Linked DNA regions of Zea mays: regions 2 and 3 are each linked to region 1. Evidence: chromatin contacts called from public Hi-C data. All regions are on one chromosome and are shown on one strand. The core of a region is the stretch at or near the end of the contact, and the rest is flanking DNA. Distances in the headings are between cores, read along the strand shown. Region 1 holds the start of LOC100283649 (heat shock factor protein HSF30). Region 2 holds the start of LOC100273597 (putative cytochrome P450 superfamily protein). Region 3 holds the start of LOC100216778.

Region 1 (2,600 bases), core at 62-2,561:
TCTCTTGATCAAACTACTCATCCACAACCAGCTAAAATAATAATAGAATACCTAACTCTATACCAACTGTCCACAACTCCTTCGATACTTGGAATATGAAGACCTTCATCTTTTGATTCGCCTTTTTCAGCTGTCGCTTTAAGTTCTCATTTGAGGGATTGTTTTCACCGTTGCAGCGCAACTTCCTGTAATGTGATCTAATTTACCATTTTCTCTGCAAAACACACATTAGTCACATATAATTTTATGTTGTCATTAATCACTAAAATCAACCAAGAATCTAGATGCTTTCACTAATTATAATATTTCTAACTAGTATTCAAATATTTCTTATGATGGAACTAAAATTTAGTTCGTGATATTCAAACAGGCTCACTTGATCTTTTTGTCACATGACAAGAGAAATAGGCCAACGAAACTGTAGACCGTACCGTAATGTGCCTCCTCAACAAAGAGGTCACATGGCTTGATGATGTGGCTCAATCCTCATGGTATTAGAACATTATCTTTAAAATATATATATGAAACCAGTTTTATATATTTCTCAGGTGGAGTATCTTTAACATATATGAAACCAGTTTTATATATTTCTCAGGAGGAAACAAAATTTTAGAACATAGAATCAGATTTAGATATTTTCAAAATTCACTAATTGTTCTAAAAATGTATTTTTAATTTTTTTCTACATTTCATTTTATAAAATCCAATTGATCTTCTAGAACTATCGCTCTCGTGCCAAACGTGGTGCCACAAAGAACTTTAGCCAAAACCACTCGCCAAAGTAAATACGACGGTTTAAGAGTTAAAAGAGTCTAAACATCTAAGTGATTTTCTAATTAAATTAAATTAGACTCACACAAAAATTCAATTAGGAGTACTGATTTCGTTGTATTCATGATAAATAGTTTGTTTGTTTGGCTTTCATTTATATCGATTTGTACAGTTTTTATAGTATTATATTATATATATATATATATGTTATAGCAGTTTGAAGGCAGACCAGCACGATCCCATCAATCAAATCAAAATCATTCAGAGTAGCAGCACTATAAAAGAAAATCATGCAAAGAAAGGATAAAAAATTTGAAATCCAATGACCAGACGACGCTCCACCGAGGCAGCAAAACTATCTCGCGGCCCAGGCCCAGACCTTCCCGCGAGCTCTGGCGCCAGTGAGAAGCTTCCATAGAAAATATCTGACACCGATCCTGCTCGGCTACTCCTCCAATCCTTCCTTCTCGTACTTTCTAGAACATTCTGTCTCCTTCCTATAAATAGCAGAACACCACCCATGTCTCCCGCCAAAACACCGACCCACCCACCAGCCTATTATACTCAACGCGACGAACTCATCTCACCACCGCGCCCTCCGCCGGATGGAGCGGCCAGACGTGACGGTCAAGCAGGAGGAGGAAGACGAAGTGGTAGTGGTGTTGGACGGCGACGGCGATGCTTGTGGGCACTGGCCGGGAGCCGGCGCGGCGCCGGAGCCTTGGCAGACGCCGGTGGGATCCGCGGTTCCGCCGTTCCTTGCGAAGACGTTCGAGCTTGTGGAGGACCCGGCGACGGACGCCGTGATATCGTGGGGCGCCGCGCGGAACAGCTTCGTGGTGTGGGATCCACACGCCTTCGCGGCGGGGCACCTTCCGCGCCGCTTCAAGCACGGCAACTTCTCCACCTTCCTCCGGCAGCTCAACACCTACGTCCGTAATCACATATCTCAATTCGTAATTAACAAACATTGCAATGTTAGTGTAGTATACTAATGCGATTCTTCTGCTATTCAATTTTGCTGATTCTCTTTACTAATTTATCGTGGACGTGCTTTGCCCGTTTGCCGTCCGCGCGCGTGCAATGCTGTGCAGGGATTCCGCAAGGTGAGCCCGGACAGGTGGGAGTTCGCGCACACCGACTTCCTCGCGGGGCAGCGACACCTCCTCGTGAACATCCGGCGCCGGCGCGGGGGCGCCGCGGGATCCACAGCATCTCCGTCTTCGGCGGGAGCCGGCGGCGACCGTGACAGCGAGCTCGAAACGCTGCGGCGGGACCGGGAGGCGCTGGCGCGGGAGCTGACGCGGCTGCGGCGCGAGCAGGAGGAGGCCCGCGCGCAGCTGCTGGACATGGAGCGGCGCGTGCGGGGCACGGAGCGGCGGCAGGAGCAGTGCACCGCCTTCCTGGCGCGCGCCATCCGGAACCCGGCCTTCTTGGACGGCCTGCTGGCGCGCCGCTGTGGCGCGCACGTAGAGGCCGGCAGGAAGCGGCGGCTGCTCGATGCCGCTGCGGCCGGCCCTGACCCAGCGGACGTCCTCGACATCGAGGAGCTGGCGATGGCTGCGGGCGCCGAGGTCGGTGTGGCTTCCATCCCAGCCGTTGCAGCGGCGCAGATTTCCAACACAGCCAACGCCACGGACATGATATGGTACGAGCTTCTCGGGGAGGAGCAGGTGGAGATCGACGCCGAGGTGCACGACCTCGTCGCGGCCGCCGCGGCTGCCACTGATGAGTTGGCGCAGCCGTGGGCGGAGATGGACGAGAAAGAGGTTGCGGAGCTTGTGCGGCAGATAGACTGCCTTGCCTCGCCGAGTCCCTGATCAGTGATC
Region 2 (2,600 bases), core at 61-2,560, 200 kb before region 1:
GACTAGGTACACTGCCGACGAGAGCGTGAACGCCGTGGTGGCAGACCCGGCGAGGAGGTGCTCGTAGGTGAGCGCGCTCACGTGGTCCGGCGTGAGCAGCTCCCGCAGCGCCGCACTGCGGTCCCGGGCGTCCAGCACCGCTGACAGGAAGTCCTTCCTCCTTTCGCCGTGCTGGCCGCGCCCGCGCGCCCGTGACACCACAATCTCGTCCACCCGCGCGCGCAGCCGCGCGTTGGTCCGCGCGACCCTCCAGTCGGCGGTCCCCGGGACACGGCTCAGCAGGTGCCGTACCGGGCCCTGCAGCGCGGGCGCGACGAGGCCGAGCACTACGGAGAGCGGCGCGGACAGGTCCATCTTCAGGGAGGTTGTGGAGTGCACGTGCTCCCTGATGAACTCCGCGGCCTCGCAGCCGGGACCGCTCGCCGTGAGGCCGAAATCCACGCCGAACGCCGCCTCACCGATGATGTCCGTGGCCAGCTTGAGCGAGAGGTCGGAGAAATCGACCAGCCCGTTCTCCTGAACTACCATCGCCGGTATGGCGTCCGCGGCGCGCTCGATGCAGTGCTGCATGGTGGGGACGAGGCCGGCGAGGTGCGATGGCTGGTACAGCGAGATGATTGTATTCCTCATCGCCGACCACCGTTCATCCCTGACGAGATCGCAATGCTATGTGGCGCACCTGCTCGTGGATCCAAATGCGTAGAGGAAAACGAACGAACTAAAAGTCACCTAGTGAAGAAGAGGCCCTTCTGGTGGAGAGGGGAGCCGGCGATCGGCGCCGGCAAGCTCCTGTTGGGGATGAGCTTGAACTGCCTGACGCCAACCTCCCTGCAGAGCTCTGGGTCAGCGACGATCACCAGAGGCTGCCTCCCCAAATGGAACCTGCAGCCAAGGCTAAACCTCATTCCCATTTTAATCCTGATGAAAACATCTACTAGGTGAAGTGCTGAAATAGAGCACTCGATTCTGCAAGATCAAGTCTCGATCTTATCGTTGTGGCTTTGCCACCTGAAGATCGGGCCATATTTCTTGGCGAGGAGGCCGAAGACGTCAGGTCCGTGTCGGGCGAGCAGCGGGAGGTGCCCCACGACGGGCAAGGCCGGCGGCCCCGGCACGTCCCTGATCCGCCAGTGTGGCGCGTAGAAGTAGAGCAGGAAGAAGACGCCGACGGCGCAGGACGCCACCGTGGTCACGTACGGCAACCATGCTTCCGTTCCTGCGGCGCCTGCCATCTCCATTGATGATATGATCCCAGCTTCCTAATCCTAGTTGCTATGCTCTTTCTCTCTTGTCAATCCGCAAGATACGCAGTTTGTCCCCTGAGACTGTAGGATGTCTGAAGGGCTTATTTGTTGTCCTTGATAGTGCTGCGACGTTTGCAGTAACCAACGACATGAGTGGAACCCGGTGTGTCGAGCACATTCTTGCAACTAGGGAAAGGGGAAGACGCAAAAGTTCTTTTTTCCATGTTGTCAAAGAAAAACAATAACAGAAACTGGTCAAGCCAAGAATCATGGCATCGACATCTGCTTTTGCAAGAATATATTACTACAGATAAGTTTCAGATTCTATTCTATTGGAACAAATCATCTAAACCACACGGTAGTGCTGAAAATGCATCCGTTGTCACTTAATTTCAATCCCCTAAAGACATCAAAAATCAAGACAATACAATTAAATCGAGTTTCATCCTCATCTTTTCCACTCACCATTCTCAAAGAGAAGGTAGATTGAAAGGATGAAGACGAGAATTTACATAAACAAGTAAGACATTTAATTGTAGACAAGAGTGATGCGTGATCAGATAAGAGTTAAATAAAAAGACATATAATTCACACGTGAGCGAAGTCACTCAATTATATTTCTTCTTTGGTTTATAAAACAAGAACTTGCATAAATACCTTGAGCTTCGTAAAATTACAATGAGAGAGGTAAAAAGATTATACCTTCGTATAAAGAGAAATAAATCGAGTTCCGATCGAAAAAAGTCTCACCAATGCAAAACATTGTTCCTCTATTTATAGACACGGGATATAGCTTCGGTGAATTTACAATCGTGTCCTTAAGCCTATATATTTAGACTATCATACATGCTGAGGGTATAGTGGTCTTTTCCTTCTTCTATCTACGACGAAATGAATTTCAAGGACTCCTTATGGTCTAGTCTAGCTTCATTAGTTGAGTACGCACGGCAACCGCCCAATGCTTCTACCTTCGTGTACGTGTCTGTTAGCAGTTTCGGCTGAAGATTATCTTCGGCATTAGTCCCGCAACATATGAAGCCAGATAGAAAATAGTCATTGGATTAGTGTTGAGGACCTTTAGGAGAAGAAGGCCCATACAAAATCTAACCCTATTATGACTTTTGGTGAATTAATCACAATACAAACAAAAAATAACGAGACCTATAAAGCATTTAAACTAATGTCTTACAAAAAATGCATTTGACAATTGGTGAACATCCTCCCCTCCCCACACCACCGCGACACACACCCGACCCACACAAATTCTTTAAAGAATGGATGCCACGACGTAATTGACAAGAATAAAAGTGTCATTGCGTAGCAAGACTGGGGTTTTACAGGTACTCGAGAGATGAT
Region 3 (2,600 bases), core at 48-2,547, 180 kb after region 1:
ATGCCTAGCAGTAAAAATTGTACTCCATGATGAAATAGCTATTCATGTAAACGTATGACAAAATGAAATGGATGGACTAAATTATAAAGGAATTGATTATAGTTCAAGAATACACACTGGACAGCATATGTGTTTATTTAGAGTGGATTTCTTGAAGTTGTTATTCTGTTACATATAATCAATTCACTTGATATTTACATTTTTTACTTGGAACACAACATTGTGAATCAGACTGTATGTGTGCCTGATACTCCTGTGTTTTGCCTGTGCTGTTAATCTGTTATGTGAACTGCATTTATAATGAAGTGCCTGTACCGTTATCTTCTATGTGTGTCACAAATAGTAAAGCTAGCAGTTGAAGCTAGCAATTTGTTCTTGTATGTTCTGAATTCTAAATGGTAAATAATTAAGCTACTAATTTGTACCTATATGTTCTGAATACTAACCAGACCTTTTTTACCTGTGTTCAAGCGAGCAGTTCAACAACACATTCCGAATAATACATGTGTTCAAGCGAGCAGTATGTACGTTTTGAATAATAAACCTAGAACATTTGTGGGAGTGGACGACGGGTAACAAACTGGTGGAGATTTGTGAACCGATCAAACAGGTTTTACGTAAACTATATGGAGCTGTTGGAGTACTACCTTTTTTATTGGCCTAAATACTTTTAAGGAGATCCCAATGTCTGTGTTTTGGGAGCTAATTTTTTGGTATTTGTTGGAGATGCTCTAACGTACTGTCCTACACTCCTACTATCAAAATCATATAGAAAATCATAACTTATGACATAATATCTTTAGATAATCACTATATGCCATTAGCGACAACAATATCTGTACAAAAATAAGCATATAACTAAATTATGCATCTCTATTTACCACTGCGATAGATAACCTATAGAATCCATCTATAAAAAAGGAGAATAGGGGATCCGATCTGAGCACCTCAAACCTCTCTGCTGCAAAAAATACACATGTGTTTGCAAGGATAAAAGACATCTCTCTGCAGCGACGGCCCGTGCTGGGCAACGGCAGCGGTGGCCCGTGCTAGGCGACGGCATCGGCGACCCGTGCCGGGCAACGATAGCAAAGCAGTAAATGAGAGAAGAACTTGAAGTCACTTACCACCAAGGTCTCTGCATGTCCTTGCCCCATCCATCCTTCCAGGGGGCATGTTGAACACGGCCAGGTATTGAGGAGCAGACACCGAGGCGGTTGGATGGATGGCGGCGTCGAGGTAGTTGGATGGAGCGGCGGCGCCGAGGTGGGGCGGGGTTGTGGCGTCCAGGCGGTTGGATTGGGTGGCGGCGTTGAGGCGAGGAAGACGGGCGTGGGGTGGGGTCGTGGGATTCAGACTAGACAACGTCAGAGAGCAGTCAGCTAATCTGCACCCTTCACCGTTGATCCAGCGATAACTATACAAAAGTGACATGGGCTGCACAAAGTTGAGGCCCATCATAGCGCACAGCGGCACAGGTCATGCCGAGAGCTTTCCATGGACACAGAAAACACCTCTGCTATTTCTGCTCGAGCGCCACCGCGCCGTCTGTATCCCATCGAGGAGAGCTGCACTGTCGCCCATGCTAAGCGTCACGCCATCGTCATCCCTCGTCGGGCGCCATCACCATCCTGAATGCTACCGACCTGTAGTGTATCCACCTAGCCACAGTGTGCCAATTTTTGAAGTCTGAATGGAAGTGTCAAATAAGCTCAGACTTGCAGAGTACATTCTCATCTCAGTGATGGCAGTCGAGAACTGAATTTTACACTCTGGACACAATCATTCAGCAATTCAGTGCCTGTGCAATTCTGGATACAGGCATGCAACAAGTGCAGTTTCAGTTTACAAGCAAATTTAGTTACACGCCATGTTCAGTTTACACGCCATGTGCAGTTTCAGTTACACGCCATGTTCAGTTTACTAGCTGAAAGACATGGATCACAAGGTTGGTGTTGTGTATTACAAGGTGTTAGAAGCGGATCACAAAATTCAGTTACACACCATGTTCGTCGCTGAACTGGTAGATAGTACCCCATGCCATTGCCACCATCCCTAAGTCTGATCTAGAACTACTAGGATGTCAAGGTGGATGACAACAAGGACTACTTGGCTTACAAGCTATGCGACATGAAAAGGAAGCCATCTATGGAATGTTGCAGGAATTGGTTCATAACCAGAAGAAGAAAAAGCGAGATGTCATTGGGTAGAAAAATGTAGGGGTCTTGTAAACATGCTGTGCACTACTGATGCATGGCTGGATCTATGTTCTGAAACCTAAAATGTAATCTACAATCTGAAATGTGAAATATGTGGTGCACACAAATGTGTTCTGAAATGTGTGTTTTCTGAAATCTGAGTTGCATAGAAATGCATTATGAAATGTGTATGTTCTGAAATCTGAAATGTGTATTATGTGTAGCAGTAGTATTACATCAGTTAGACAATACTGAAATGTGTATTATGTGTGTGTTCTGAAATCTGAAATGTGAAATGTGTATTATGTGTATGTTCTGAAATCTGAAATCTGAAATGTGTATGTTCTGAAATCTGAAATCTGAAATGTGTATTATGTGTATGTTCTGAAATCTGAAATGTGT

What was found. A called contact is a pair of places that touch in the nucleus more often than the background predicts.
Region 2: a Hi-C map of ear shows a contact between it and region 1, with 4 times the contacts expected there. The contact joins the promoter of LOC100273597 here to the promoter of LOC100283649 in region 1. A contact is called at or near these places in 3 of 25 Hi-C or Micro-C datasets (ear, leaf and tassel).
Region 3: a Hi-C map of ear shows a contact between it and region 1, with 3 times the contacts expected there. The contact joins the promoter of LOC100216778 here to the promoter of LOC100283649 in region 1. A contact is called at or near these places in 2 of 25 Hi-C or Micro-C datasets (both in ear).

Annotation. Positions count from the first base shown.
Region 1 is chr9:73,819,774-73,822,373 of Zm-B73-REFERENCE-NAM-5.0, reverse strand. LOC100283649 (heat shock factor protein HSF30) reads left to right here and starts at 1,311. Exons shown (of 2, transcript NM_001369296.1): 1 at 1,311-1,748; 2 at 1,866-2,600. The coding sequence starts at 1,377. The coding sequence ends at 2,591.
Region 2 is chr9:74,020,757-74,023,356 of Zm-B73-REFERENCE-NAM-5.0, reverse strand. It overlaps LOC100273597 (putative cytochrome P450 superfamily protein), which reads right to left and starts at 1,310. Exons shown (of 4, transcript NM_001148013.1): 1 at 1,009-1,310; 2 at 1-882. The coding sequence starts at 630.
Region 3 is chr9:73,635,636-73,638,235 of Zm-B73-REFERENCE-NAM-5.0, reverse strand. It overlaps LOC100216778, which reads right to left and starts at 1,297. Exons shown (of 6, transcript NM_001143177.1): 1 at 1,128-1,297. The coding sequence starts at 1,176.